Linked DNA regions of Mus musculus: regions 1, 2, 3, 4 and 6 are each linked to region 5. A link is a contact called in public promoter capture Hi-C data. All regions are on one chromosome and are shown on one strand. The core of a region is the stretch at or near the end of the contact, and the rest is flanking DNA. Distances in the headings are between cores, read along the strand shown. Region 1 overlaps Adam22 (a disintegrin and metallopeptidase domain 22). Region 2 has its middle 49 kb from the start of Gm30835. Region 3 holds the start of Dbf4 (DBF4 zinc finger). Region 4 overlaps Adam22 (a disintegrin and metallopeptidase domain 22). Region 5 holds the start of Cldn12 (claudin 12). Region 6 has its middle 37 kb from the start of Gm52802.

Region 1 (2,700 bases), core at 178-2,677, 2.6 Mb before region 5:
AGAAGTAGTGGTCTACTAACATGGGTACTGTAGAAAGGATAAGTGAGAAGTAGTGGTCTACTAACATATAATGGGTACTGTAGAAAGGATAAGTGAGAAGAAGTGGTCTACTAACATATAATGGGTACTGTAGAGAGGATAAGCAAGAAGTAGTGGTCTACTAACATATAATGGGTACTGTAGAAAGGATAAGCAAGAAGTAGTGGTCTACTAACATATAATGGGTACTGTAGAAAGGATAAGCGAGAAGTAGTGGTCTACTAACATATAATGGGTACTGTAGAAAGGATAAGCGAGAAGTAGTGGTCTACTAACATATAATGGGTACTGTAGAAAGGATAAGTGAGAAGTAGTGGTCTACTAACATATAATGGGTACTGTAGAAAGGATAAGTGAGAAGTAGTGGTCTACTAACATATAATGGGTACTGTAGAAAGGATAAGTGAGAAGTAGTGGTCTACTAACATATAATGGGTACTGTAGAAAGGATAAGTGTTCAGACAGTGAAGGATGTCCAAAACTCTCAAGAAAGCTGTGAGGAAATTGATCATGTGTTACCGGCATTTACCATGTTAGGGAAGTTACTTCTATTCCTTGTGGGGTTTTAAGGTGACTGCTAAGAAGTAATACCAGCGTTCTGGATACTTTTAGGGTGAAGTCACTTTTACAGTGTGGCCAGAATGGTGAAGGAAGAAGTATCCTAGAACTATATTAAACTGGGACTTTTCTAACTCCACATCTGATTCCATTATTTTTGTGATACCTCTGTCAGTCAAGGTTGGAGCTAGTTTTAGAAACTAGTTTAGTGGAATTTTCCCCCCTAGTTATTGTATGGAGAGCTAGAAAAAGATCACTCAGGGTGAAAGTAAAATCCACGCTTTATTTGTATCAACTGAGCAATCCTTTTCAGATTTGTAATCTATGAGTATAAGTTATCCAAATGATGTAGGAGAGGATGTTTAGTCAGAAGCAACATTTTAACATTTCAACACCATAGGAATCAATATTATCAAGGGAACGTCTGAAAAGGGGATGTGAGGCTTAAAGCTTGGTATCTGCAGACAGACAGTCAGGGTAACTAACAGAAACTGAATTGGAAAGGGACTTAGGAACTTATGCTTGTTGGAGACTTATTGATGTGTACCTGTCGGAAATCCTTAGTCTGTCCCTAGCTTTTGACACCTCCACCTATAGCATGAGCGAAAGTGATCAAGATTTGGATGCATTTGGCTGTTTGAGGCCATGCATTAAATGATTTGATTGGCTGTAGGCAGAGTTGTCTGGGGGTTGGGGGTATTGAAGGTGTCTTTCCAGTTCTTGTAGGAGAGGTAGTGAGACTTCCTGACTCATTTATAAAGAGACAAATGGCTTCAATTTCTGCAGCCCAGGTTAAGCAGATGGTCCTGCCTTTCCCTCCTGCTATGGTGGAGATAGCCAACTGTGGCCACCATCTGTCATAGATGCTTTTCCATAGTCCTCCAAGAAGCTCAGCTACTCTTCAACCCTTTCTTCCTCTAATACATTCCTTAACACATTCTGCTGTCTGGTATAAAGTTATAGTTTTGATTCAAGTTTGATTCGTTTAAACTTCCTTTAAATAATGAAGCTGCAAACTGAACACCAAATTCCAATGAGGTTTGATTTGGATTTAATTATAGAATACCAATAAGCAATGCAGTCTTTCAAAACCAAATCAAGGTGATAGTGTATTTCAAATGATAAAGAATTTATTCATCACATTTGAAAAAAATGCCCTGCTTTATTGGAGCAAGGAATGTACAAACACATCTTCAATATCATTTTAAGAGACAGAAGCTATTGTAGTTAACATCTCTAGGTAGAATGAGGTCGCATTGAAAATAACTCATCTTTCCATATTTCTCCTGAAAAAAAAAAAAAAGGCTTTGTTCACCCACCCTACAAAGTCTCCATGATTACATTTCTGACCTCCACAGCTGGAATGAGTTGAACTTGTCGCATTGATTAATAACCTCATGTGTTATAGATTTGATCATGTAGACCATTATCCCTCCCCTCCCTTTTTCTTGAAATAATATTTGTATATGTCTGTGTTCATGTGTGTGTCTTGTTTTCTGACTCTGAAATGTTTATTATGCCTTAGACAGTTACCCCAGGGAGATTATGTAAAAAAGCCTGGCGATGGCGACTCTTTTTATAGCGACTTTCCTCCCGGAGGCAGCACAAACTCAGCATCTAGTTCTAAGAAGAGGTCTGCTTTTCTGTCGCATTTTCAGATTTCCACCTGTTCCATCACACATTATTCCATTAGTCAGAACATTTCATTATTTTGCAGCAGGTTTGATTACTTCTTCCTTCTTTCTTGAATGTTAAAATAGTATCCCTTGTTCTTTGATTGCTTTACTTCAAAATGTCATATGCTCAGAACCTGTGTTTTATTAAAAAAAAAAAATTAGGCCACAGAATTGAAACAAAATAAAATGACTCGAAATCCAGGGAGAAACCCCAGGGTTTTTCCGATCATGTTGCACATGGCTCAAGAAACTAAGCATTGTATTGAAAATATTTTCACATGGTGAGCTTTATGTCATGCTTGGTAGTCAAAGAAAAAGGGTACTGTCATGCTTCAATAAAGGCAATTAAGATAAATTGGCAATATAAGTGCTGCATTGAATAGTATTTAATTTTTGTATATTTCAAAGCTAAGCTTGCTGTGAAAAA
Region 2 (2,700 bases), core at 90-2,589, 2.4 Mb before region 5:
GGGTGAATATGCTCTAGTCAGTCTTGAAAAGGGCAGGAAAGACTAACGTTGAATCCAGGAAAAATCTCAGCTGATGTACAAACAAAATAGCACAGGACATGCTGTTCTAAGGTTTCCGTTGTTGGCTTTACACCTCTCTGTCTCTGAGAAAGAATCCAGCTCACATATTCTGAACTGAATCCACTCTCTGAAGGCTGTGCCAGAAGGTAAGAAAAGCAAGCGTGTCCCTCAGGGCAGTGATATGATGGGCCTGTGTCCTGGACAGAGGGCCATTTAAAAGGTAGTTCCGGGGGTCACCTGCAGAGGGCAGCAGATCTGAATATAGGTCAGGCATAAGTTAGTTTCAAATATTAGGGGCTCTGATCATCAGGACCAACATCTAAAAGATGAAGAAGTCATGGGAAAGACCTAGCTGATAGTGTAACCAGAAAAACTGTGACTCTCTCTGAGAGCATTTTCCCAAAGGCATCTGTAGTGTGCTCTATGTGGCACAAAACCCAGAGAGGACAGAGCTACCTTAAGCACACATATGGCCACAGAGGTATTTAAAAGCATTTTGTGAATAGACCATGTGCATGGACATCAATATAAACAGCATATTCTAATATAAGTTGATACAGGGTATCTCTACATTATTGTGAAGCTTTTCTTCTCAACTTGTAATCACCATGTTAGAAAATGGTCGTGTTAGATAAAAATCTTACTTATTCTTCCTTCCAGAAAATAATGAAATGTTGCTTCTAGAATGTACTGTTTTTTCAAAGGCATTACTCCCTAGACGACCAAGTCTAAAGTTCTGAGTTTTCCCATGCTTGTGTTTCCTGCTGACCTCGTTTAGTTAATTTCAGATTCCCCAGTGCATTCGGGGGGCTGGAGGGGGTGTCAATAGATTCTCATGTCAGGATTTTATTTACTTCTTATCTCCACTTGACCAGGATTAAATAGTCAAGTTTTTTGTTTTGTTTTGTTTTGAAAGAGAATTTATCTAAAAAAAAAAAATAAAGCAAGATTGTTTTACAATGGTAGCACTGAACCAGAAAATTTTGTGTAATGGTGGGGTGATTCAATGAGTTAAAAATGTTTACCTGGTTTGCTTAGCTGCAGTTTCCCTAGTAGGTTATAGTAAGAGCGTGAACACTTGTCAGCGAGGCCTGCGTCTTCACACCACGAGCCATCCTAGATGAAAATGACTGACACTTTTAATTGTACTTTAAATTTATCTGGCTAACATCTGGGGCGTGACCTCAAATAAGGCGTCAAACAGAACAGAAGAGAACGTCAGGGCTAAGGACAGTTCTGGTCATGATTTGTGTCAGAGAAGAATTTGTAAACTCTTGAGCAATTTTTGTTGCGAAGACTTTTATTATCTTTTGACTTAGAAGTTTGAACAAACAAAACAGCTTCCTAGTGACAAAACGCAAAGCACACTAAACTCAAGCACATAAAAAAAAAAAAGAGCCACAATCACATTTTTACTTTCTAAAGCATGTAGTGAAGATATACTTAAAATAGTAATTAAGCTTTGGAATAGATATGATAACAGAAGTTTTCTTCCTGTGCGGGTTCTAGCCAGGATTCCAAATCTAATTTGAGAAATGTAAATACAATTATCTCTGTTACAACATCCGGTGGAGGTTTCTCATAGTCAGTGCTATTGACTTTAGGGTCAGATAGTTCTCTGTTTAGGTGCTGTTCTGTCCAGTGTGTCTATAGCATCTTTGCATTTCAGCCACTGGATGTTCAGGACTCCTCCAATACTGCTCTGTGTAAGCTGCAACAACCAACTATTTCTTAAGAAAGTGTCACATGCATTTAGATCGGCAGAGGGCCAAAACCCACCTCTAGTGAACACCTAGAATACTAATAGATTTACTGGGTAAGTATAGTATCAAAAAATTTTTAATTAATTTAATTTAATTTAATTTTATTTTACAGTCCAGTTGTTATCCACTTTCTGGTCCACTCTCCCACAGCTCCTTATTCCTTCCTTCCTACCCACCCCCCAACTCCACCCATCTCCAAGAGGATGTATGTGTGTATGGGGCCTCAGACCAGCTGGTGCATGCTGCCTGGTTGGTGGCTCAGTGTCTGAGAGACCACAGAGATTTGGGGTAGTTGAGACTGCTGGTCTTCCTATGAGGTCACCTTCCTCCTCAGCTTCTTCCAGCCTTTCCCTAATTCAACCACAGGGGTTCCCAACTTCAGTCCACTGGTTGGGTGTTAGTGTCTGCTTCTGTTTCAGTCAGCAGCTTGTTGGGCCTCTTGGAGGGCAGTCATGCTAGGCTCCTGTCTGTAAGCACACCATCAGCAATAGTGTCAGGCCTTGGAGCCTCCCCTTGAGATGGATTCCAATTTGGGCCTGTCACTGGACTGCCTTTCCCTCAGTTTCTTCTTCATTTTTGTCCCTGCAGTTCTTTTAGGCAGGGACAATTCTGGGTTGGAGTTTTTGACTGTGGAATGGCAATCACATTTCTCCTTACTGTTGGGCATTTCATCTAAGGTCCCTCCCCTTGAGTCTTGAGAGTCTCTCACCTTCCAGGTCTCTGGCACATTCTAGAGGGTCCCCCTACCTCTCACTCCCCAAGGTGCATAGTATTAAAATTTAAAAGCAAAACTTACCTGTGAAGAGAGGAGTGGTGGCAACTACTCAGTCCTTCTAGGGTTGAGGCAGAAGTATGGTGAGTTTGAGGGCAGCTGAGC
Region 3 (2,700 bases), core at 81-2,580, 2.9 Mb before region 5:
TTCCAACTCAGCTTGCTCTCCCTCTCCTCACTCGCACTGCCTCATCCCCTGACTCTCCACTTCATCTCACAAGCTCTACTCCAAGGCATTCCCCCTTCCCTCGTGGCTTTAATTCTACTCTGTATTAGTGCTTCTCAAACATTTGAACCAGTTTACAAACATGGAAATTCTGTTTCCTTTCCGTAGTTTACGCTTTGAAAATTGAATCCTCTCCTCATTTTTAAAAAATGTTTGCTCCTCCTTCTCAAGGTCTGTTAAGCACATGTATATTAATTCAAATTCATCAGTACAATGTCTCAACATATTTCCCTTTCTGGCTCCCTCCTCCGGACATTTCTTGAGATTACAAATTAGCTCCGACTGTCTAAAGCAGTTTAATACAGATAGACAGTTCGATGACTGTCGCTCCAGCCTCCGTCCATAACCTGTTTAAAACAAAATCATTTCTTTTAGCAATGCTAATCCAACTTGATGTTGTCTTTGGCGAATAGTCTCACAATTCACCTGTCTGTGCCTGAATATACTTATTTGTACTGACTGTCTTGAGGGTACTCCATCAAAAATCAATACTATAAGGAGTGTCTATTATAGCCAGGAGTTAAGAAATGCAGAACAGTACAAAGCATAACGTCTGTATGGGTGAGAGCAGAAGTATACTCCAAACAAGTTTTGTGAGGCATTTTCTCATTTACAAAGCAAAATTAAAACAAATCACGTACGCCTGAATTTCGTCTTGACCATAATCCCGTATTCCCGTTTTACAGATGAAAAACCCTGAGACTTCATTTTCCACTCTTTTATTGCTACAAAAAGGACAATTATACACACAGAGAGAAAGAACAGGTCTGTACAGAACAAAGTACCCAAAGGGCTGCGAGAGTCGGATCCGGCGGGTGGACCCCGGCCCCGCCGCCACCGCGGCCACCCGGGACCTTTGCGGCCCGTCTGCAAGGTCGGCGGGAGCCCAGGGCCGGCCCCGCGTCCCACACAGGGTTAACTGGAGTACCTGGTGGCGAGGCGACTGCAAGGCCCGGGTCTCAGCCAGCCTAGCAGGTGATGTCGACCACGAGGTGAAGCCTCCGAGGCTAACCGCGTCCACCGCCCTGGCTGCCCCACACTCCAAGTATGCAGAGCGGAGCCGGAACTCGAGGAGGACGCGGGAGAGCCGGGTCTGAGGCCCCGCGGGCTGGCGCGCCGGGGGCGTGGTCAGCATCCGGGGGCGGGGCCCGCGGGGCGCGAGGCGGGGCAGGTGGAGCCTGCGCGAGGCCGGCCCCGGCGTAGGAAGGGCGGGGAGCGCGTCTGGGCGCCGCGGTCGCGTGACGCGTTTTCAAATCTTTAACCGCCGCGGCTCCCGGGTCTGAGCTACAGCCTCTTCCTGCTCCGAGCCTCCGCGCCGGAACCGGCCCTCAAGCGCGGCCCGGCGCCGAGGCCGAGGCCGGAGCCGGGGCCGGGGAGGCCCTGGGAGCTTTGTGTTCGCGGCCGTTCCATGCGGCCCCCGGTGCGGACCCAGCATGTAGGTGCCTGGTGGCTGCCATGAACCTCGAGACCATGAGGATCCACAGCAAAGCACCTCTCCCGGGTATGGAGCCCCTCCCCCGCCGCGGTCCCTTTAATCGTTTCCTGCCTGGCTGGTTCCACGGAGGGTTCTAGAGAGTCTTCCTGCGGAGGGCCTCTTGCCGCTTTTGCGTTTCTGTGGGTTCTCGGCGCCCGCGAGGCGTTCGGTGTTGGTCTCCGTGAGGGACCGACGCTGGCCGGGCCCCTCATGCTCTCCCCGCCTCGGCCGCGAGCGACCCGGCATTCCCGGGGCTGCAGGCTTCAGACAATGCGCGGGTCCCCGACGGCCCCACGGAGGAGGCGCCCACGCCCATTTGTGACTGTTCCCGTCACTCGTGAGGGAGACGGAGAGGTGTATGTGTGTGTGTTTCAACCTCATAGACAAAAGCAGATTTCAATCTCAATGTTTAATATAAAAAATTTTCATTATAGGGAAAATTCCTAAGAGGTGCATGTGTGTCTAGTAACTAAGTACTAAAGTGCAGGTTGTCTTCGAAAGTTTAAAGAAGATGTTTGATTCTCATCTGCTTTTAAAATAAAAGATGGATGGCATAGTCCTTAGTGGGCTTAGGTTCTTAATATGTAAACAAAGTGCATGAACTCCCTCGTCTAGTTCTTTTAAGTACTAGACAAACTATGAAACCAAAATGCCAGCATTTAGTAACCCCTAAGAATTAGGTTGTTTATTCTAGATGAGTGTGTGTGGCTACCTAGGTAAATAAGCTTTAAATATTTGAAACACCTGTGTTGGGTTTTCACCGACCTGTTAATTACCCACATGACGTTTACACCATGAGAAGGTAAGTTTTCCAGAACAGCTCTATAGAATTCCTGCTTCATACACGGAACAGGAGTAAATAATAACTATTTTCTGCTGATTCAGCTCTTGTTCTCCAGTATAGAGTTTTGTGGAAACCATACAGGACAGTTTGCCTTCATCCTAAGTGGTAATATTAGGGAAAACATTTAGATTCTAATGACTTAATTTGTTATGACTAGTAATGTTTCCTTTCTGCAATAAAGCTGTTGAACATTTTTTGTAAAATAAATTAAAAATTTGTCTGCATAAAATGTTGCCTGATTCTTTTGTAATCACAGGTGGCATCCAAGACAGAAATGAAAAGAATCGACCATCCTTGAAATCCC
Region 4 (2,700 bases), core at 87-2,586, 2.8 Mb before region 5:
CATTCTGAAATATATGTGAAGACTAGTGATTTTAATGTGTTTATTCTGTATCTATTATTTTGTTTTTATACCCACAAAGACAATATTCTATGCTTGCATTATTCATGATGGTTAAAGTTTTAAAACCTGGGGACAAATTTTGTGATTTTGGATTTCAGTTTAGTTGACAAAATCATTAATAAATAGAAGCTTTGAATTAGATGACCATGCTAATGATGATTTGAGTACTTGCCCTTTTTTTCTACAATTTAGAGAAGTTCATATTTCTTTTATCAGGATAAATACAATTTTAATTACTTGTGGTCGGTGGGGGAATAAAGCAGGGGTGAGATAGGAAAGAAGAGACCTGGGCTTCATTTTCACCATAGCAGGAAGGACAGCGGCCAATTCCTCTGTTTCCCACTCATTTGCGTTTAGCCTCCTGGTCCAGTCATTAAGGTTGCATTGTTGTGTCTTACAAATGCTTCTATCTTCTGAGAATTAGGAGAACTGCTACATTTCCTGTGACATCCTCAAGAAAAATCGAAAAGAGCTTAATACTTGGACACCTGCCTGTCTTTTGGTTCAAAGGGTAAAGACACATATAGAAAAAGAATGTAGAAGCCATTGGCCAACACTGGCCAGGAGCATGAAAAGCAGTAGAAATCCAAAAAAACTACCTTTCAGCAATGAGGAATCTCTTCTTGCTCAGAAACCTCGCATGCCACGGACTCTCAGAGAGAGGATGACCCTCCTGGTCCTATGGGTCTGTGTGCTGTACTTCAAATGGGAGGATGAGATTTTAAGGCTCAAGGCTTGACTTGATGCATGGTACTCTGTCACCTAAAGACTTTGTTTTTAAGACCAAGTTTCTAGTGTTGTAGATAGTGTGTGGGGGACTCCTCTCCACCCCCATCCTTACTGTCTGTAATACACTTTATTTATCAGTGGATCGGCCCTAAGCAGTCTAGCCCTTGGCTGAAATGTTAACAAGTGGAAATATTCAGAGATGGGCACTTTGGATGTGCCTCTTAGGAAAAAGCCAAGTGCATGACAGCATTGTGACTCAAAAGACCTAGATGTGGGCAGTAGCTCTGTGATGAGTTATGCAATGTTCTCCGTGTTGCATAATCTCTGGAAGTGAGTCTTCTTGACTTTAAAATGGCAAATGCTCTGCTTGAACTGACAGAGAACTTATGTAAAGATAATGTATGTTATCAGCTTTCCTAGGTAGTTGCAGATGATGCTTATTGATATCTGGCAACACTTTAAATCAAACTCACAAGGGAAGGGAGAAAGGACTGAGTCCTGTGAGTCATGTCCCAGGGAGTTCTGCTTGTTTTGGTTTGCAGCCTGCGATTCTGATTTCTGTCTAGCTCTCTCTCATTTCTGCTGTGTTCTGTCTTTTTTTCTAACTCGCTGTGTATGTGTGCCTTCAAGTTCAGCTGAGGGGGAAGGAATGCCTGTATTTGCTTCATTATCTCAGTGAGTCTTATTGGCTTCATCCCACTCCAGAAGAGTCACAGGCTCATCACTAAACCTGATACTGTAACCTTGCAGTACCTTGGGGCTCTTGTAGACCAGCCTGAATTTGGGTGTGGAATCTGCCTTTCCCAACCCACAGATGCTGAATTGGGCAGGGATGACTTCCTAAAGGACATTTAGGGTGTATATTACAGCATCAAAGAATGGCTAGTGAACAAGTCATTTTTATTTTATTTTTGTCTGTGAAGAAAATATGCCTATGATCTAAAAAGATAGTCAAGAAATAGCTGAGCAATGTGCACAACAAATGAAGAAAGGACTACATTTTCTTTAAAAAAAATTAACCACTTTATTTTGTATTTTGAAGATCTTTGCCATAAATTTATATTGTAGGAAAAAACTCTAGTAGCTTATTTTTCAGATTATATCAGGAAGGAAGGTAGGACGTACGGCCCAATATTGATCACATGTCTAGGATTACGGAATCCAGAGGCTCTAGGAACCAAATGTTTGGCATGTTTATAACATTTTATTGTGGTGATGTGCACTGTGAGAAGCATCATCTTGAGTGCAGTGTAGTTATTCATGCGTTTTCATCATCACAGTCATGCATCTCTAGAACGTCTTTCACTTTGTAGAACTGAACTTAGAAAAGAAAGAGAAAAATTTCTATTATGTGACTAAAACAGATTATAACAGCCAAGAGCATCAAACTCCATTCATTTAGATGACTCTGTGTGTGTGCATGAGTGCGTGTTTGTGTGTGTGTGTTTGTGTGTGTGTGTGTGTGTGTGTGTGTGTGTGAGAGAGAGAGAGAGAGAGAGAGAGAGAGACAGAGACAGAGACAGAGACAGAGACACTTGGGTTTGAACCTGGGACCTTGAGTATGCTCATCAGCTCCTTTATGTTGGATCTTTATCCTAGGCTGGGCCTGAGTTACTGTAATACAAGCAGACCGTGGACTATGGTACTCTTCCTTTAGCCTCCCAAGTAGCTGGAATTACAGGCCTGTTCCCCCGGGGCTGGCTAGATGACTATTTTATGAGATCATTTTTCACTTGTTTCTTGATCTTAGCCCAACACATTATTCATTCCATAGGAGGTTGGGCTGGAAAAAAAGTAACAGCATCAGAGAAACACCATCCTAGGTGAAATGAGGGCATGCAAACCTGGGAGGCGTAGGAGCCTTTGGTTAGAACCTGCAGCTCTTTGTCAGGAATGTGCACGTCATTGCCA
Region 5 (2,700 bases), core at 64-2,563:
ATGAAAAAATTAAATAATAAAAAACTTGTCATCACAGAGGCCTGGGATATGGGAGGCGCCCAAGAATTCTATGGGGGTGACCTTAGCTGTGACAGCAATGGAGATTTGGAATCTGAAGAGCTTACTTCCTGTAGCGAGACAGGAACCCTGGTGGAGTGATAGAGACACCGATCCACACATAAAACTTTCAACCCAAAATTTATCTTGTCTACAAGGAATGCAGGCACAGGTGATGGAGCAAAGACCATCCCATAGGCAAGCAACAATCCCTGACACTATTAATGATACTCTGTTATGTTTGCAGACAGGAGCCTAGCATGGTTGCTCTCTGAGAGACTCCAATCAGAAGCTGACTCAGACAGACGCAGACACCCACAGCCAAACAGTCTCCAGAGCTTGGGGACTCTTACTGGAGAATAGGAGGAAGGATTGCTGTGCCCTGAAGGAGATAGGAACTCCACAGGAAGACCAATGGAGTTAACTAACCTGGACCCTTGGGGCTCTCAGAGTCTGAACCACCAACCAAAGAACAAACACAGGCTGGACCTAGGCCTTCCAGCTCATATGTGGGCCCCAAACAACTGGTGTAGGAGCTACCTCAAAGCTGTTGCCTGTACTTGGGCTACGTACCTGGCTGGGCAGCCTTGTCTGGCCTCAGTGGGAGAGGAAGTGCCTAGCCTCACAGAGAATTGAAGTGCCAGGGTTGGGGGGTCGAGAGGGCTCCCCGACTCAGGAGAGGGGGTTGATGGGGATAGGGGCAGTGTTCAGGATATAAAGTGAATAAGAAAAAAAAAAGATAATTAAAGAAAAGAGTTGTCAACATCGACAGTTTTTGTTTCTCTATTTGTGTGTATGTATATAGTGCGATGGAATCAACTGGAATTCACAGGCATCATTTTTGCTCTTTTTAACTTAAATACTGTGTATGAGTCCTTTGACATATTTATCTGCACAGGATGCACATATCAGAGAAGACGAGAGAGGATAGCTGATGTGTAGAAGAGTCAAATTAGAATACTTAATAATTAGTTTTATGTATGGAATTTTGCTGCAGTAGGGTATCTTTTGCCTATAGTTAACCCCAGAAGTAACAAGCAAAGTGCCCCTTGTAAATTTGTGTGGCTATGGAGTTAGACCTTTTTTTTTTTTTTTTTGCACTTAATGAACAACTTTTGATTGAGTAACCAAACGAATCTCAAATTTGTCCCTCATGCGTGTGATTGAGAGCATTCTAAAGCAAGCCGTAAACCTATCCCTAATAAGGTGCAAGAGGAAACGAGGGAGGCGGGACCCGGAAGAAGGAGGTGGTCTCAGGAATTGGCCCGCGGCCAGCGGCCCGATGGATGCTAGGAACTGTAGTTCCCGGCAGCCAAGGTATTCCCGAGCGGAGCCAGGGGAGAGCCTGACTGGTTCCCTGAAGCCTCCGGGGCGGCTTCGCCAGAACGCACTTCCGCGGCAGCGGAGGGAGACCAAGGAGCCGCGGCTCGGAGTGGGTGAGCGGGATGCCCGAGCCGTGAGGAGCCGGTAGGTGTGGTCAGGGACGCTCCCGTTTCCGAGTCTTTTGCAAGTAGTTGAAGGTGTTGCGTGAAACGGCGAAGCGGCGGCGAGTCGGCATTTGAAAGGTTGCCCACATGGGTGGACGTGGAAAAGTGGCCGAGGAGGTATTTGGTACCGCGTTTACAACGTTTTCGTCCCCTCCGAGGAGTGTGGAGCCGCGTTGCCGGGGCAGCCGAGGGCTGGGGGCGGGCGGGGGTGCGAGCTGCGAGCTGCGAGCTGGCTGCTATTTTGGACCCAGCGGCTGACGGCGCTGGTTGTGTAACGCTGACCTGCTCGCTCTCCCCACGCACCGGGCAGGGGTGGGCGAGCGGCGAGCGTGCGCCCGGGGAGGGCTCACGCCATTGGCTGGGCGCAGCCGCCCCCCCTTTGCCAGGCTCGGCCGCTCGGGGTCTCCTGAGGACGCGGCTCCCACCCGGACGTGCCGATCTGGCTGCTGCTGTCCCTCGACACTGCCCTGCTCTGCGAAGGGGCTAGTCTTCACTGCAGAACTGCTATGCCAGGTGACCTCATGGCAAAGGTTGCCCAGGGGTCCGATTGGGGTCATTGATTGTAAAACGAGCCCTTCTGACTTCGAAGCAACAATCTTGATTGATAACAACTCAAGAATCGTAGATGGGAGGTGGGGAACCTCGATGGAAATCAGCACCCAGGCCACATCCTGCATAATTACTGTAATAGGGCCAGCGATAAACGCCTGGATCCAGGAAGCTGCCAGGCGTTTATGAGTTTTTCACTCATCCTACCTGTTTGAGTTAACTAGTATTCCAACAGGAAGTCACTCCTCTTTAGAGATATGAAAACATACCAAATGGCAGGTTGAGCCAAGGACGATAGATACCACACAACATAAACTAAAAAGGACATACTAGTTGCAAATTTTAGGTTGTACAGAGCAGATTAGTTTTGTCTGGTTTTATGGTAAATACCGTCTTTTAAACATTTTAGAAAACAGTGCATTTCTTTTCATTCCAAGGCAACTGCATGGTGCTTTCTTTCACCGTGCTCCTTATGACACGGTAGGCAGGAACTAGATCTTGAAAAATAAATCTATTAATTTTTTTCTTAGATTTCTAACCCAGTAAAGTGATTTGTGATTTTTAATTTTAGCCTTAATTATCCCGAACTTTCAAATCACAAAATAAG
Region 6 (2,700 bases), core at 76-2,575, 2.5 Mb before region 5:
TTATGTATGTATGTTGCAGTGATTTTCAACCCTAATGAGCCCATATAAAGAACACACAATCCAATTATTGTATTCATAAGCTATATGGCTAGATTGGGCAGATCTAGCACTGTACTTAATGATTCCTCAGCTCTGAGACCCTTTGCTACTTGCAGTTTCTCCTGGCCACGTGGTTCTGCTACATCTTCCTCCTTCTCCTCCTCTTCCTCCTCCTCCCCTTTCTCCTCCTCCTCTTCTGTCCTCTCTCCTTCCTTCTCTTCCTCCTCCTATCCGCCTCCCCTCTCAAAGACCTCCTGTCCCACCTTTTCCTTCCACTGCTGAATCACAGGCACTGGCCTTATTTTGACCAGTTAAAATGGGGAAAAGGCTCACATGAGCTCACCTGAGTCCATGATTGGCTGCTTGGGTGGGTTAGGGGGTGGCAGCCCCTCTTGAAGCAGAATTAATATCAGAACACAAACAGCATCAGGGCAACTCACAAAATATGTATGTGTGTTTTGTGTGTGTGTTGTGATGTGAGTGTCTACGTTAGGGGACACTGTGGGAGTCAGTTTTCTCTTTCTACAGTATGTGACCCAGATACAGAACTCAAGTCACTATGTTCGGCGGCACACACCCTCACCTGCTGACCTGAGAGGCATGTAGCTACTGCTGACTATTTTTAAACATACTCTTCATTCCCATTCTACAGATGACTATGCTGACCCTAAACTGAAGTAATTTGCTCCTTGTCTCAAACCAAGAATCATATATTTTGAAACAACATATATTCAATTTTATTTCCATATAAATTTGAAACATGAAAGTGATTAAACTCTGGCTAAAGAGACATCTGACACAAACATTGCAAGTAGTAACATTATTTAAATATAATCATTTTAGAAACAAAAAATTTGGAATCATTAGAAAAGTTTATGGATGGTTGTAGGTGGAGGTATTGTTCCCCGAACTGGTTCTTCATTGTGTCAAAAAAGATTGCGGGAGCCAATTGCTGGGCAAAGGAAAAAAGGTGGGAATTCCAGGTCCCAGGAGAAAGAAGAGGGGACGAGATAGCTTTTCCACCAGGCTTTTGGGAAGGAGGGCAAACACCATGTAAGGCTTGGGGGGCAACGAGAACTGTGGTGCCACCAGCAGAATTCTGATATAAGATAGCTGACGAGTTTAGGGCGATAGATTCTGCACCCAGCAGTTGTGTTATCTGGCTGATTTTAGAGTGTTAGAACTGTCTGGTGTTTTCCATCCACGGAACAAAGGTGTGCAGCGTGAGGGCACAGCCTGGGCGTCTGCTAGAGGCTTAGTGGAGTTAGCCTCGAGAGGTTGAGTGAGTACAGTTCCTGTTAGGGAACCAGCTGGCCGTTGGTGGAGCTATGTCGGGAGTGGGACCAGTGGCAGTGTGTTCCCCGGGAAGGCAATATCGTGGATTTTAAAATTACACACAACAGATGGTCTCTGATTAAATCAGTTGGTTTCATGATCTGATATGAACACAGATGATGTATTAGGAATGGCTATACAATTTTGGCTGGTTATGTACACACACACACACACACATGTCATGTATATGTATACACACACATATATTTTTATAATTTTTATTCACTTTACATCTTTATCACAGCTCTCCCCCCTTTTCTTTTCCCAGTCCCACCCTTATAAATCACTCCTCTCTACCCCCTCTTCCCTTCTCCTTAGAAAAGAGGAGCCTCCCTTGGGTACCGCCCAATCCTCCGCACTTAGTTCCATTAGGTCTAGGCCATCCTGTCCCATGGAGGCCCAACCAGGCAGACCAAGTAGTGGGCAGGGATCCAAAGGCAGTGGACAGAGACTGTACTCCATTGCACTTGTTAGGGGACTAACATGAAGACCAAACTGTTCATTTGCTATAAATGTGTAGGGTGTCAGGGTCCAGCTCCTGCATGCTCCCTGGTTGGTGGTCTCAGGTTGGTTGATTCTGTAGATTGTCCTGTGTTGTCCTTGACCTCTCTGACTTGCTCACTTTTACCCATCCCCCCACTCTTCCACAAGTCACCCCAGGCTTCTCCTGATGTTTGGCTGAGGTCTATGCATCTTCTTCCATCGCCTGCTGGATGAAGCCTCACAGGAGACAGTTATGCTAGGCTCCTGCCTACAAGCATTGGCAGAGTATCATTAATAGTGTCAGGGCTTGGCTCTGTCATGTGGGATGGGTCTCAAGTTGGGGCAGTAATTTGTTGGTTGTTCCCCCAGTCTCTTCTCCATCTTTATTCCTGTACATCTTGTAGGCAAGACAGATTTTGGTCTGAAGGGTTTATGGATGGATTGATGTCCCCCTCCCTCCTAAAAAAAAAAAAAAAAAAAAAGGCCTGTCTGTCTTGCTACAAGAGGGTGAGATTCACACATCCTCCCTTGGAACCTTCTTATTATTCAGTTTTATTTATTTATTTATTTATTTATTTATTTATTCATTCATTCATTCATTCATTCATTGCTTCTGTGGATTGTAGCATAACCAGTTGTCCTGGACTTTATGGCTAATGTCCACTTATAAGTGAGTACATACCACATGTGTCTTTCTGGCTCTGGGTTACCTCTCTCAAGATAATATTGTCAAATTCCATCCATTTGCCTGCAAAACTCATGATGTCTTTGTTTTTAATTAACAGTATTCCAACGTATAGGTAAACACATTTTCTTTATCCATTCTTCAGTCAAGGGACATCT

The links. Promoter capture Hi-C pulls out the DNA fragments that hold promoters and counts their contacts.
Region 1: a contact with region 5 is called in a promoter capture Hi-C map of second pharyngeal arch cranial neural crest. The contact joins the enhancer-like site here to the promoter of Cldn12 in region 5. A contact is called at or near these places in 6 of 39 promoter capture datasets (3T3-L1-derived adipocytes, cranial neural crest, hippocampal neurons and 3 more).
Region 2: a contact with region 5 is called in a promoter capture Hi-C map of liver, with 7 times the contacts expected there. The contact joins the enhancer-like site here to the promoter of Cldn12 in region 5. A contact is called at or near these places in 9 of 39 promoter capture datasets (the C10 cell line, cranial neural crest, hippocampal neurons and 5 more) and 1 of 115 datasets of contacts at active chromatin or transcription factors (stem cell-derived neural progenitor cells).
Region 3: a contact with region 5 is called in a promoter capture Hi-C map of hippocampal neurons, with 5 times the contacts expected there. The contact joins the promoter of Dbf4 here to the promoter of Cldn12 in region 5. A contact is called at or near these places in 9 of 39 promoter capture datasets (the 3T3-L1 cell line, cranial neural crest, frontonasal cranial neural crest and 5 more), 1 of 484 Hi-C or Micro-C datasets (cerebellum) and 4 of 115 datasets of contacts at active chromatin or transcription factors (astrocytes, embryonic stem cells, large pre-B cells and 1 more).
Region 4: a contact with region 5 is called in a promoter capture Hi-C map of hippocampal neurons, with 12 times the contacts expected there. The contact joins the enhancer-like site here to the promoter of Cldn12 in region 5. A contact is called at or near these places in 4 of 39 promoter capture datasets (cranial neural crest, hippocampal neurons and liver).
Region 6: a contact with region 5 is called in a promoter capture Hi-C map of hippocampal neurons, with 21 times the contacts expected there. The contact joins the enhancer-like site here to the promoter of Cldn12 in region 5. A contact is called at or near these places in 13 of 39 promoter capture datasets (the 3T3-L1 cell line, the C10 cell line, HPC-7-derived erythroid cells and 10 more), 29 of 484 Hi-C or Micro-C datasets (the 3T3-L1 cell line, B cells, the C10 cell line and 21 more), 5 of 115 datasets of contacts at active chromatin or transcription factors (acute myeloid leukemia, astrocytes, embryonic forebrain and 2 more) and 1 of 9 other capture datasets (adipose tissue).

Annotation. Positions count from the first base shown.
Region 1 is chr5:8,094,603-8,097,302 of GRCm38.p6, reverse strand. It overlaps Adam22 (a disintegrin and metallopeptidase domain 22), which reads left to right. Exons shown (of 31, transcript NM_001310440.1): 27 at 2,123-2,230. Among named protein-coding and RNA genes, the nearest start is that of Sri, 39 kb to the right of the region's middle. Within about 2 kb of position 1,427, at least 5 of the 459 cell types and tissues checked have an H3K27ac peak or open chromatin away from gene starts, as enhancers often do. A contact at or near this core is called in second pharyngeal arch cranial neural crest, where this site is marked.
Region 2 is chr5:7,909,775-7,912,474 of GRCm38.p6, reverse strand. No RefSeq gene overlaps it. Among named protein-coding and RNA genes, the nearest start is that of Gm30835, 49 kb to the left of the region's middle. Within about 2 kb of position 1,339, at least 3 of the 459 cell types and tissues checked have an H3K27ac peak or open chromatin away from gene starts, as enhancers often do. A contact at or near this core is called in liver, where this site is marked.
Region 3 is chr5:8,421,346-8,424,045 of GRCm38.p6, reverse strand. Dbf4 (DBF4 zinc finger) reads left to right here and starts at 1,330. Exons shown (of 12, transcript NM_013726.3): 1 at 1,330-1,579; 2 at 2,653-2,700. The coding sequence starts at 1,534. Slc25a40 (solute carrier family 25, member 40) reads right to left here and starts at 1,208. Exons shown (of 12, transcript NM_178766.5): 1 at 1,007-1,208.
Region 4 is chr5:8,310,902-8,313,601 of GRCm38.p6, reverse strand. The region is part of intron 3 of Adam22 (a disintegrin and metallopeptidase domain 22); the gene reads left to right. Among named protein-coding and RNA genes, the nearest start is that of Adam22, 56 kb to the left of the region's middle. Within about 2 kb of position 1,336, at least 39 of the 459 cell types and tissues checked have an H3K27ac peak or open chromatin away from gene starts, as enhancers often do. A contact at or near this core is called in hippocampal neurons, where this site is marked.
Region 5 is chr5:5,513,589-5,516,288 of GRCm38.p6, reverse strand. Cldn12 (claudin 12) reads left to right here and starts at 1,313. Exons shown (of 4, transcript NM_022890.2): 1 at 1,313-1,524.
Region 6 is chr5:7,999,321-8,002,020 of GRCm38.p6, reverse strand. No RefSeq gene overlaps it. Among named protein-coding and RNA genes, the nearest start is that of Gm52802, 37 kb to the left of the region's middle. Within about 2 kb of position 1,325, at least 7 of the 459 cell types and tissues checked have an H3K27ac peak or open chromatin away from gene starts, as enhancers often do. A contact at or near this core is called in hippocampal neurons, where this site is marked.